Regions from separate parts of the Ovis aries genome. Here region 1 is linked to region 2. Evidence: chromatin contacts called from public Hi-C data. All regions are on one chromosome and are shown on one strand. Each heading gives the region's core, a stretch centred on a gene start, on an enhancer-like site or on the middle of the called end of the contact. The rest is flanking DNA. Distances are from core to core; before and after follow the strand shown. Region 1 overlaps CRACD (capping protein inhibiting regulator of actin dynamics). Region 2 overlaps CRACD (capping protein inhibiting regulator of actin dynamics).

The links. A called contact is a pair of places that touch in the nucleus more often than the background predicts.
Region 1: a Hi-C map of hypothalamus shows a contact between it and region 2, with 5 times the contacts expected there. The contact joins two enhancer-like sites. A contact is called at or near these places in 3 of 16 Hi-C or Micro-C datasets (hypothalamus, skin fibroblasts and tail adipose tissue).

Annotation. Positions count from the first base shown.
Region 1 is chr6:72,438,595-72,441,989 of ARS-UI_Ramb_v3.0, reverse strand. All of the region lies in intron 3 of CRACD (capping protein inhibiting regulator of actin dynamics), which reads right to left. Among named protein-coding and RNA genes, the nearest start is that of AASDH, 71 kb to the left of the region's middle. Within about 2 kb of position 1,814, at least 7 of the 54 cell types and tissues checked have an H3K27ac peak or open chromatin away from gene starts, as enhancers often do. A contact at or near this core is called in hypothalamus, where this site is marked.
Region 2 is chr6:72,265,178-72,268,344 of ARS-UI_Ramb_v3.0, reverse strand. The region is part of intron 1 of CRACD (capping protein inhibiting regulator of actin dynamics); the gene reads right to left. Among named protein-coding and RNA genes, the nearest start is that of CRACD, 83 kb to the right of the region's middle. Within about 2 kb of position 1,859, at least 9 of the 54 cell types and tissues checked have an H3K27ac peak or open chromatin away from gene starts, as enhancers often do. A contact at or near this core is called in hypothalamus, where this site is marked.

The sequences.
Region 1 (3,395 bases), core at 565-3,064, 170 kb before region 2:
TTCTTGAATATCTAAAATGAGGGTATTTCTTCTACTCAGAATGGAAAGAATAGTTCTTTAATGAGTTCCCAAGGAGACTAAGCTTAATACATTAATGCTCTTTCGTTAGGATTTTGGCCACCATCACAAAAAGAATGAACGTGCTGATTTTTCTGTTTGTTTTTGTTAGAGTCCTTTTTAGAACATGGATGTCAAGTTCACATTACTTATATTGAAATAAACTCCAAAGATGGGATGGTTATCGTGGCTACCAAAGGAAAATGAAAGAGAAAATGGGGGAAAAATATTAGATGTGATAAGAACAGGTGAAATAAGGTACGCGGGACAAAGCTGGGGAAATGGAGAGCATGACGTTAAGAAACAAAGTTGAGAGTTAAAGTGGAAAATTGAGAGGAGGGTGAAGGGGGCAGACAGGAGGCCCAGGGAGGAGAATCTGCAGCCCTGATGGCAGGTACAACAGCTGACGGGGGCAGGATGGAGGAGATTGGAAAGGAGGGAGAGGGAGAGGAGGGAATGAGAATGTGTGTGTATCTGAGGGTTGATTTATGCCACGGATACGTTCATCCTGGCAAAAGAAACACAATGCTGTTGCCTTTGAGAATGACAATGAGCATCTCCATAAAGCAGCTGATTTAAAATTCCTCCGGAGAAACCAAATTCAGGCTGCTGGTTAGGGAGCTTGGGAGGAGGGCGAGGGAAGGAGGAGGGGAGGACCCAGGTCATGCAAAAAGTGACAGCCACCATCCAGGGACAGGAAGGCAGCCTCTCTGTCCAGACAAAGGCCTGTCCTCGCAGACACACCCTGCAGTGGTTACAGGCCAGGGCAGGGCTGCAGGGCCAAGGCCATGGTGACTGAGCCCCAGGCTCTCAAGGGCAAGGCTCTTGTACCTGATCTGTGGTTCCCGCTCCAAATCTTTCCCTCAGCTGACTCAGAGGGGACGAGGCTGCTGGATACTTCGTCTGATTTATTGACATCTAAAAGATGACTGTCCAAACCTATCTGCCATCTCAGATGTCAAATGAATTGAATACAGGGATAAATATGGCTTTTTGGTGACTTTTTTTCTGCCCACTACTCAGGCATTGTCCTGGGAAGAACTGTGACACAAGCAGTCACTCAAAACCAGACCGTTAAGATGAGCTTGCCCTTAAGCTTCCAGGGAAATAAACTATTACCACTTCTTCCATCTGTAGACAGATGTATTTTAATAGATATGTATATTTTTACATATCCACGGATTCTTTATATGCACTGAGATAATAACCAGAGGGGAGAGTGGAACCTCTGTGCCTAAACTGAGTCCGTGTTACTTATGGCAATGAATGGAGTTACTGTTAGACTCGAATGTGAGCTAAAGGGGCGATATTTTATTCATTCAAATTTGGCCATTTGGCTGTACAATGGAATGCTGGAGAATGATATTATAGGAATGCACATCTATATTTATGAGGCTCTTTTCCTATGGTGTAGAAATTCCAAGCACATCATATTCTGTAGCTCTCACACTGCCAATTTAGATTTCCCCAGATTTTTCATAGCCATCCTTCATGCTACGACTATAAGAACAAGGCAGAGAGAAAATAAAATTGCTGTCTTCTCGAGCGAACTCCAGATACTCCCACAGTTAAAATGAATTTAAGAGAATGAGCAAAATCAAACACACACAGATTTAAAGACATCTGCTCTGTGCAGAAGTGGTGAAGAGCAGGTATTTATTCTTTGTGTCCTTGACAGCTGCACGAGGTGCTCAAATCCTCAAAGGTAAGACACTGTGGCATTTTAAAGTGAAATCCAGCCTGGCAGGAGACAGCAGCTACTGAAGACAGAGGTTCTTCCTCCTGAGCTAAACAGTCCGTGGACTAATAGACTGAGCCTTTTCTGACAAAGCTCCGGTGTTATTCTAAAAATCACCTGCGGGCTTGGTCCGTGATATTCCTGATTCCTATCATCAGTAGGTGCATACATACTTCACAGCCTGGTTTGCTCTGAAATAAATAGGCACCTCCCTGATATGTGCTCTGGGAACATCAAGGTCACTGTAGTCCAACGCATTGCAGTGCAAAGCTTACAAAGCCACTCCATGCTCTAGCAGATGAACAGTGATTTTCTATAAATGGCAGACTTTAAGAACTGGAGGGGCTCTTCAGATCAGCCATCACACGCATCTTCTTTGTTTTTCAGATGAGGAATATGAGGGTCAGAGAGCTTTAATGATTTGCCCTGAGGCCACAAAGCCAGGTGATGGCAGAGGCCTGTCAGGCATTTTTTTATTTCACTTACTGGCCACAGAACAACTGACTGTTATGTATAGGGTCCTTAAAAAGGATGCTACTGTTATTTCTGTCCTTTATAACTATGTTGTATATTAAAATCAATTCTATGCACATGCATTATCTTTATACTCAGGGAAAAAAAGGTAATTTTTTCTTCTAAAGGTTCAATCGCTTGCTACAGAAATTTTGGCAGGTGGTAGATTCACACTGTTCAGGAAAGAGTAGGCTTATTTATGCTCTATTCAGTCATTCTGTGCTCAGTGGACGGATACTAACCATCACTGGTACAACCTAGGACAGTTCTGGCTGAGATGACTACATGTGGACACTAGGGGGCAACCTTTCCAAATGCAGTCATTACAGGCGCAGCTCTGGTTTCCATGGGCTGGGAAGTTTCTTGAGCCAGAAAAAAAAACAAACACTTTTGTTTTTTGTTTTTTTTAAATGGCATTCCAGTAGAAATCTCATTTCAAAAGAATGTCTTAATAATGGTGGCAAATTAGATTGCTAGGACATTTACTGTCAATAGGTGTTATCCACTACTTCTCTTTTTAAAATAAACATACATACATACATACATACACACACAAAGACAACTCCAGACATAAAAAACATACATGCGCCTGACATAGATAAACACCCTCATTCCATGCTGGAGTCTACGAAGGGGTGGTCTTTTATGCTGCTTACTAAGCATCAATACCAGCATAACGTTTTTATGGAAAAATGCAAAGCATTCATGCAAGTTAATAAGTTAACTACTATTTCTATGACTTACCAGGAACATACTGCTTAGTCGACTGAAAAATAAAGCACAGTCTTTTGGGGGTGATACAGTGATATCTTATGGCACTCTAAAAATCACATTTGCTATGATAAGGGTCCCCATTTCCCTCCTTGAAAAGCAGAAGTCTCTTATTATATTGTTTCAAAACATAGCATTAGAGCTGTAAGGAAGCTTATGCATATCCATGCAGCGGAAGCAAAATTAGGCAGACCTCCTGTGAGTACATGTCATCCAGAGGAGAGCATTCAATTAGACAGCTATTCTGTTTCCCGCACATTTCTCCTCCTGCATTAACAGAACTGTTGCTTCGGAGAAGTTAGTTGTTTGACATTTT
Region 2 (3,167 bases), core at 610-3,109:
AAAATGTTCCAAATGAACATGTTACTACTCTTATGACAGAATTATTTACAATAATATTATAAAATGACAGAAAGCGTGATAATGACAGAACACTGTACATGATAACAGTAGAGATGCCAGGTCTTCCAGGGGAGAGAACCAGAGCCAAGTATGGGAAAGTGTCAGATTTCAACTAGTCAACTGAAAAAATATTTACTGAGCTAATAAGCACAGCACTAGAGGTCAGAGATGGAATTAGAGTAAGAAGACGACTAGAACTTAAAGACATCATTGGAAATGAGTCCTATGGAAAACAGGTTCATCATCCAGACTGGTGAGGTGGGCAGAGGTGCCAGAGGAAGGCTTGAGCTAGTGTGTTTTTTCAAAGAGGGAAGGTGCTGCCGAAGTCTGAACATTTTCTGCAAGAAATTTTTAGCTTTGTATTTTTACTCTAATAACATTCTTTAAAATTAGGTAAGTACATACTGAATCACCTGGATGCCTATTTGATAACTGAGCATGCAACCAAGGGTGAGAGTGAAGTTTGTGTCTATAAAGTGTTAAGGTACCCTGATCTCACCTGAGCTGAATTACATGCTAAGCCTCTGGAGAGTTTTAAATAAAAGTGATACGATCCCAGTTATATTTTTAAAAGATGATTCTTATGAATATGTAGAGAATGGATTACGCAGACGGGAAGAGCAGAAGTAGAAACACCAATTAGGGAGTTTATAGGATAGTCCAGAATAATGATTGTTGAGATTAAGAGGGGCTGGAATTGAGACTGGAGAAACAGGATGGATTATTTGGACATGACTGGGGTTTAGTTTCTTTAAAAGGAAAGCATAAGTCTGAACTCAGACTGAAGGGATGAACAGGAGTGGGCAGCAGAGGTGTTGAAAGAGGACAGAGGAAAGAGCAATTCCTGGAGGTGAGGGAGACAGAGTGCATTCAAAAGACTGAAAGAAGGTCAGTTGTTTGGGATCATAACAGTGAGCGGAGAAGCATGGTAAGAGATGAAGCTCTGGAAGCACGAGCAGGGTCAGATGTGGCCATATTAAAGAGCTGGAACTTCATCCTAAAAGCAGTGAGGTCACAAATGGTTCTAAGCAGAGAAGTGACATAATCTTTTCAAGAAACATGTGCACTGAGAAGTGTCTATGAGATTTAGTAACAAGGAGATGGTGACCTGACTAAGCCAGCTTCAAGAGGGTGGGGTGCAAGTCAAGATGGCTGAAAGTCAATTTTGTCTCAGAAAGATAAAAAGACAAGCACTGTGCAATGCAAAAATTAAATAGAATACAAAGTCTTAACTCCAAGCTACCTTGAAGTCCTTAATTCCGATGGATGATAAGATAGATATAGATAGATTAGCTAGACAGACAAATATATAAATAAAATAGATACAGAGAGCTAGAAAAGGGAGGATTGACTGATGCTTTTTTCTTTTCCATTACGGCTTATTATAGGATATTGAATATAGTTCCCTGTACACGACAGTAGGGTCCTTGTTGTTTATCCATTCTATACGTAAGAGTTAGTGTGCATCTGTTAATCCCAAACTCCCAATCCACCCCTCTCTTACCCCCTGCCCCTTGGCAAACACAAGTCTGTTCTCTATGTTTTTGAGTCTGTTTCTTAGATAGCTTCATCTGTGTCATATTTTAGTTTCCACATATACGTAATATCACATGGTATTTGTCTTTCTCTTTCTGACTTACATCACTTAGTATGATAATCTGTAGGTCCATCCACATTGCTGCATAGTGTTCAATAAACACTTGTTAAATTGCTGAATCACTGCCTTCCAGTTTGGACCGTGTAGCCATGCCTAGGCACCAGCATCCACCTGGTGGCAGCAGCCCCACAGTGCAGCAGAGCAGGGAGGAAGTAAACAGTTATGGAGAATTTCTCCGACAAGCCTAAAACATCAGCAACCCAAAGCCAGTGCTCTGTCACAAACTAGAGGGGTGGGATGAGGAGGGAGGTGGGAAGGGGGTTCAAGAGGGAGCGGACATATGTCTACCTATGGCTGATTCATGTTGATGTATGAAAAAAATTACAATATTATAAAGTAATTATCCTCTAATTTAAAATAATTAAAAATAATAATAAAATAAAATAATTTTTTAAAAAATCTATAAAATAACAGTAAACCTACATATGCTCCAAATTTCCCACTTGCTCTCCACCTCTTCCCCCACCTAAATATCTAATAAATCCATACAACAAAAAGCCAGTTCATAAAATGTTTTAATGCTTATCTGTTTTCTCAAAATCAATCAGGTACTTGCCATGAACATCATAAGAAAAAATTTTACAAGTAAAATAATTCAACAGTACTGCTAGAATTTTTTTTAACAGATTCCTAAAATAACTATGCTTGGTATATCTTTTGCTGAAAAATAAATGCTAGTTCAAAAAATTTTATCTCTGAAATACTCTTGACTCAAATAACATTAGTCAATATAGCCAAGTTTATTATTTAGTTTAAAGTATCTTTAGCACTTGTCCAATTATCACAGAATATGGTCTTTGATTTTTTTTAACATAAAAGAGAACATTTTACATGGAAGGTTCAGGAACTTAAGAAATATTTTTACTTAAATCTTATTTGAACTATTGCTTTTATCCATCTACTTCATACAAACAAAAGTTGAAACATCTTCGTCATTGCCTTTCCAGTTTGTTTGCATCTCGCAACAGCAGAAAACAATCCAGTCAACCTTGTCAAGAAGCATTTACGGGGACGGGATGAAAGATCTGCCCAGTAAACAAATTAATTACAATACCAGGCACCGATTCTATGCCACTGAAGAATTCCAGAACCAGCAGTGACTAAGGATTTCTTTTACACACAAGGAGAGAGAAACAGGAAGTCTGCTGTATCGTGATAAAAGCTCTGTGATCAGTGTTCTCAGGGGTCTGCAGGTCATGTTTTGCAGACTATTTTATACTCTATGAAAAGCAGTAAATTAAGTCATTATTATTTTACAGACTCTCAGTCTAGCCTGTTTGAGTTAAAATCATTCCTTGATTTGTCTACAATTTAAGAAGCCTATATTTTTCCAGCATTACACCACACCTGCCTACACACACACAGAGACACACACAGACACACACACAGAGACACACACACATACACACACACCAGAAGATATTGATAAGATGAGACATCATGAGAACCA